Linked DNA regions of Mus musculus: region 1 is linked to region 2. A link is a contact called in public HiChIP or PLAC-seq data. All regions are on one chromosome and are shown on one strand. The core of a region is the stretch at or near the end of the contact, and the rest is flanking DNA. Distances in the headings are between cores, read along the strand shown. Region 1 holds the start of Camk2n2 (calcium/calmodulin-dependent protein kinase II inhibitor 2). Region 2 holds the start of Txnrd2 (thioredoxin reductase 2).

Region 1 (2,719 bases), core at 45-2,544, 2.2 Mb after region 2:
CTGAAGCGGACAGCTCCGGAGCGCCTGGCAGCGGCGGTAGCAACACTGACCCCGTGGCGGCGTGGCCCTGCAGCCCCCGCCCGTAGGCACCTCGGCCCCGGGCGGGGGTGCGCCGGCAGCCGCATCGCCGGCCCGTGCTCCTGGCCGCTGCGGGGCTGGGCCCGGAGCCCGCCGCCAGAGCCGGCGCGTCTACACTCCGGACGGAGGCTTCTCCCCCATCCCCTTCAGCACGTCGTCTATCCGGTCATCCTCGATCACCACTGCGCAGGGAGAAAGCGCATCAGCCGCGCGGTCTCGGGGGGCGGCGGCGACAGTGGGGCCGGTGTCCTCAAGCCCCGCGCAGATCTACTCTACTGCCTGTGTTTCCGCGACACGGCTCAAAACCCTATGCCCTCCCTACCCGAACTCTCCCGCGGACCCTACCTGCTACCAAGCCTGGCACCCAAACCTCCCTATGTGGGAACACCCCTCTTCCGAAGACTCCCAATGCGAACCCTCCCGTCACCTGAGCCTTCCTCCATCTAAGCCGACCAGAAACCTCTGCCTTCGACACAACCCCCTCCTCGAACTGAGCTCAGATGAAACTGTCACCTGGTGTAACCCTTTCCTCTACCTGAATCCCTGTTTTGATAGTGCCTTCCTGAGTCCCCTCCCAATACAAACAATCAAGACGACCGAACCCCTGGCCTCGGTGCCCTCCAGTAACATCCACCTACTCATCTCAGCCCAAGGAATTGGCCCACCACCTTGTGTTCCCAGTGCCAAGCAGCCCCAAATACCCTAAGCGGCCCCTCCCCCTTGACCAGGAGCCGGGGCTCTTTTTCCAGAAGTGGAGAGCTTCGAATCCGGGACACAGTATTCCCGGGAGAGGGAAAGAATGGGACAACTCCACAGCAGGGACCCTCCCCACCCCGGGCGGGTACGCAGCTGGCTGCGCTGGTCTGCGGCAAGAGCAGCTGCCACTTGACGGGGAACGGCAGCCTGGGGACGCCAGGCGAAGGGTTTCTGGGTCAGGCGGCGACTCCGGGCCCGGGCCGCGTACCTCTCTTGGCTCGGCCGATCTGGCCCAGCTTGGGGGGCCGCTTGGCCTGGTTGCCAGCGAAGAAGGAGTTGGTGTCCTGCAGGCGGCAGCTGAAAGAGAGGTCGGAACCTTCGGGGTCTGCGCCGAAGCGGCCCATCTTGTCCTCACCGTAGGGTAGGATCTCGGACATGGCGGGCACCGGGCGGGCTAGGGACTGCGGCGGGGCACGGGCAGAGGCTAGCTGCCGGACCGGCCCTAGCTCAGCAGGGGAGCCGGCGGAAGGATGAAGTCATACAGCATCCGGGACTGCGGAGCCGAGCGGGGCCTCCTCCCCCGCGCCTCCGCCTCCCGGGCCGCTGGGCAGGCGGCGGCGGCAGCGGCGGGGACCGGGCGGGGGCGGGGCGGGGGCGGCGGCGGCGGCGAGAGCGGAATGACGATGAGCGCCCGACTGCGGCAGAGAACGGCGGGCGGGGCGCGGTGGAGGCGGGGCGGGAACCGGCCAGCGGAAAGAGGCGGGGCCCAGCGGTTCGAGGGAGTCCGGTGATCCCTGGAGTGGAACGCGCGGCCGTGGGAGGTTCCCGCGAGGTGGCCGGGAATGGCCGCCACGTGGGCCCGGGGGAACCGCAGCGGCCGGTGCAGGCGACAGCTAGGCGGGAGCGGCTAGCCGAGTGCTTAGGGGAGAAGGGGAGTGACGGCACCCGCGGTTAGGGGAGAGCAACAGAGAACTGAGCGCCAAAAGCTGGGGGCGCGGCGGGGCCCCAGAAGGCGACGGCCAGGCTGGCTGTGAACACAGCCCTGGGCTCTGAAACGCGACCGGGAAAGGGCCAACTACGCGTAGAGAGAGGGGAAGGAACCATCCGACTGGAGCGCGGGAAGAGCTCGGGCCTGGGGGTGGTGCCACCGTGCTTGGCGCGTTCCTGTATCCTGGTTGCGCGTAGGTCTCCATCAGTTGGCCAATTTGTATTCGACTGTCTGAGCATCTGTCAGTCTACCTCTGTGTATCTGATCTTGGTCTCTGTGTGCTAGTTTTGAATTTCTGTATCTGTCTGCATACCTGGTCCCTGTATGAGTACCACTGGGTCTGTCCCCCGAGACTGCGTTGCGGCCTTTCAGGGGAAGGATCTTAAACACTGCAACCGCAGCGCGCGCCAGAATAGACTCCCCACAAACCCTAGGACCGCTGTTGGCGCCAAAATCCAGACTCAAAGCGCCAGTCGCTCCACGCGGTTCCCTCAGCCTGGGAGGCTTGCTCTAGCTGGCAGTGTGGGAGAAATGAATGGCAGCGTCGCGGCGGGCGCCCTGGATGCGGATGACGCAGGGAAGCCCGGAGTGCCTGAGCAAGAGGCGCGCGCTAATAAGCATCAGCAGGGACAGGGTGTCCCCCGCCCTTGTTGCTGGGGCCTGGGGTAGAGTTCTCTCCCTCCCCTGAAAAGAACACGCACACTTCCTTTCACCTCTTGCGCCCCCCGCCCCCCCACAAACCCCGCCCCTGCCCTGCTAGCAGTCAGCTGCAGCGTCACCCGCTCTCTGGCGCGAGAGGGCTCTGGCGCAATCACTGGCCTTGGGAGGGAGGGTGTGTCTCACATTCACTCACAGTGACGGGCTGGTAAAGACAATAATGACGCTATTGCTTTTGCCCATGCTCCAAGCAAGACACCTTCCCTTTAGTCCCGCCAAATCACGCTAGTGAGATTGCTG
Region 2 (2,929 bases), core at 202-2,701:
CCAGGCTGCTCCTCATCAACCATCTAAAGACACTCGCACCTGGCATCTAGAAATGTGCAAAGACTGATTTGTTGCCGGTCGGTGGTGGCTCACACCTTTGATCCCAGCACTTGGGAGGCAGGCAGATTTCTGAGTTCAAGGTCAGCCCGGTCTACAAAGTGAGTTCTAAGAAGCCAGGGCTACACAGAGAAACCCTGTCCCGAAAAACCAAAAAAAAAAAAAAAAAAAAAAAAAAAAAGACTGATTTGTGGCTAACACCAACTTTTCTATTGTCTTCTTAAGAATGACCCTCACATGGAACAGAAAATGGACTTCTGTTCAATAGGAAGGACGTCTCCCTTCCTGGAAAAGGATCCTCTACTGGGTGCACACACTGGAGGCTTAGCCACATTTAGCCAAGCTCCTTTTAAAAATATAAACTTTAGCTTCATCTCTGACAGCTCACGGGTGCATCCCTAGAGCAACTTTAGACCCCAAAGTGTCTGCAGCTCTGTAGCTTCTGTGGGATCATGGGAATTAGCCCAGCAGCAAAGCCACGAAGAGCCTGTATAAAGCACCCTTCCCTTCTCTTCCCTTCCCTTCATGGATTCTGTGCTCCTTTGTTCCCCAGAAGACACCCACTTGTCACCTCTGCTCAAATGGAGATGACTCAGCCGGTCCCCTACAGCTCCTAGGTAAAATCTGTCCCAATTATTAGGGCGATGCTGTTTCTCTGTGACAAGATGTCCTCTAGGGCCCTACCCCACCACAAGCTCCCACAAGTCGTGGCAGCTCCCACTGTTCTCCCAAGGCTTGGAGGGCCAGCAAGGACCCCAAAAGTCCCTGGCTGGAAGACTTTCTCTTTTTAGCACACACCCAAAGCCTGCCGTAGTGCTCCTGCCCTAGTGCTCCTGAGCTCCAAGGGGTCCCTTTGGGAGTGGGGGGGTGGGGGTGGGTAGCACTTCTTTTGCAAGGAGTGACCCGGGGGCACCCTAAGGCCTCTCTCAAGAACCCCTGTTCAACAGCTTCCAACTCTACTGACCATCCCTGAGCCCTGTAACTTTGACCCTAAGGTTTGCATCCCAATCCAACAACTAAGTAAGTCGGACCCTCTTATAATGGGCCAGGCCCTGGATGTGCTACATTCTATCCAGGTTAAGCCCAACTCCACAGCCCCACCGAAGGACATATCTTCCACCACAGCACTGATACTCAAGTTCGGTCACCTGCCTCCCTTCAGCGACCCCCCAGCCAAGATCAGACCCCCTTCACATGTGTCCCCATTCCCCAGCGCCGGCTTGCGCTCTCCTAGGTCAGAACCAGTTCCCACGTACGGGCCCTTCACCCTAGTCCCAGTTCGGTGCATGCAGATTCTGATCCCGAGTCCGAGCTCCGGGCGGGCACCACTCACCTCGTCAAGGCCGCGCACAGGTCTGACCCCGAGGCGCGGACGCTCAGGCAGTGCGAAGGGCAGCCCTGACCGCCTGAGGTCCCCGGACCATGGCGGCGATGGTGGCGGCGATGGTGGCGGCGCTGCGTGGACCCAGCAGGCGCTTCCGGCCGCGGACACGGGCTCTGACACGCGGGACAAGGGGCGCGGCGAGTGCAGCGGGAGGTAGGGTGGGGTCGTGGGCGGTGCACGCGGAGAGGGTGCCTGTGCGAGTGTCCACAGGGGGTCGCGGTGGCGGGGCTGTCCTGGAACGTGTCCGCGTGGGCGTGCCCACACAGGCCAGGGTTCTGATTAGGAGGGGACCTGCTTCTAGCAGGGCTGCTTTTTCCCCAGGTGTCTAAAACGTTGGCGGTGCCTTGCCTGAGGCCCTCCTGTGGTGGCAGCAAGCCCAGTCTTCTGGGATTTGTGTCCCCAATATTAATCGTAGCCCTGATGTCAGGGCTGTGATGGGATGATGTCAAGGGCTCTGATGGTCACAGGTACCCCATTGGCACACAACTTCCTAGGTGCAGCAACTCTTTTTATTGTTCTAGTTTTTTCTTTTTGTTTTTGTCCGTAATCCCACCCCCATGTAGCCAAGCTGGCCACAGACTGCTTAGGTAGTTGCCACCGACCGTGGCCTTCTGGGGTTACAGTCATGAACTACCTTGGTTTGTTGTTTTGGGCTTGATTTTGATTTTTTGAGTGATGGTCAGTTGGCAGTGCAGCTAGAGTTAGCCTTGAGGTGTTGGCCCTTCCTTCCTCAGCTTCCAAATGCACCTTCATGACCTGCCTAGTGTTTGGGGAGTGAGAAGACACTAGAAAGTTTGTGGAACCAAGCCCCAGTGCTTGTCAGGGCTCTTGAGAAGGGGAAGAAACAACTTGTTTGCACCAGGAAGCGTTATTGCTGAAATCAGGATAGTAATTAATTTCAAAGGGGGAAACTGGGTACCTCTCAACATGGGTCCACTACCCCCAATAGGCCAAGTTCCCCCAGAGTTTCCCAGTGGTATGATCAGTTTCATGAGTGGTCTCCATTATGTCTTTTCATGGTGACCACCCTTAATACTGCCCCCTGAATGTGAGTGACAGAACTCAATTCTGTCCACAGGGAGCGAGCATAGAGGGAGAGGAGCAAGGGCAGGCCAGGGTTCTTCACAGAGGCAGTGCTATGAAAGGTACAATGGCTGGCCCTTGGTCTACAGGGCCAAGGCAGGTAGACCGACTGCAAGTGGAAGTTGGCAGAGGCCTTGTGGCTCAGTGGCAGAAGCTAACCTGGGAGAGTACCAGGAAGCAGTCACTACATGTGAGGTGGGAACCTAGGGGACAGACCTCAGGGATTGACGGGTGCTCTTTCAGTAGCTTTGCTAACTCCCAGGTCTCTGGCTCTTCAGGGTCTCCTAGTGCTGTATATTAGGTGGAGGTAGTTTTAGTGATTTATGTGGAGGTTAAAAAAAAAAAAACAATCGGGGGGTTCGGAATAAAAAAAAAAAAAACCCAAGTCAGTCAAAGTACCTGTGC

What was found. HiChIP or PLAC-seq counts read pairs in DNA pulled down with a chosen protein or histone mark.
Region 1: an H3K4me3 HiChIP or PLAC-seq map of pro-B cells shows a contact between it and region 2, with 8 times the contacts expected there. The contact joins the promoter of Camk2n2 here to the promoter of Txnrd2 in region 2. A contact is called at or near these places in 2 of 39 promoter capture datasets (hippocampal neurons and liver), 1 of 484 Hi-C or Micro-C datasets (B cells) and 2 of 115 datasets of contacts at active chromatin or transcription factors (large pre-B cells and pro-B cells).

The regions. Positions count from the first base shown.
Region 1 is chr16:20,619,984-20,622,702 of GRCm38.p6, forward strand. Camk2n2 (calcium/calmodulin-dependent protein kinase II inhibitor 2) reads right to left here and starts at 1,295. Exons shown (of 2, transcript NM_028420.2): 1 at 1,043-1,295; 2 at 1-260. The coding sequence starts at 1,211. The coding sequence ends at 190. All of the region lies in intron 2 of Eef1akmt4-ece2 (Eef1akmt4-Ece2 readthrough), which reads left to right.
Region 2 is chr16:18,424,966-18,427,894 of GRCm38.p6, forward strand. It overlaps Txnrd2 (thioredoxin reductase 2), which reads left to right and starts at 1,452. Exons shown (of 18, transcript NM_013711.3): 1 at 1,452-1,594. The coding sequence starts at 1,480. Comt (catechol-O-methyltransferase) reads right to left here and starts at 1,751. Exons shown (of 6, transcript NM_001111062.1): 1 at 1,391-1,751.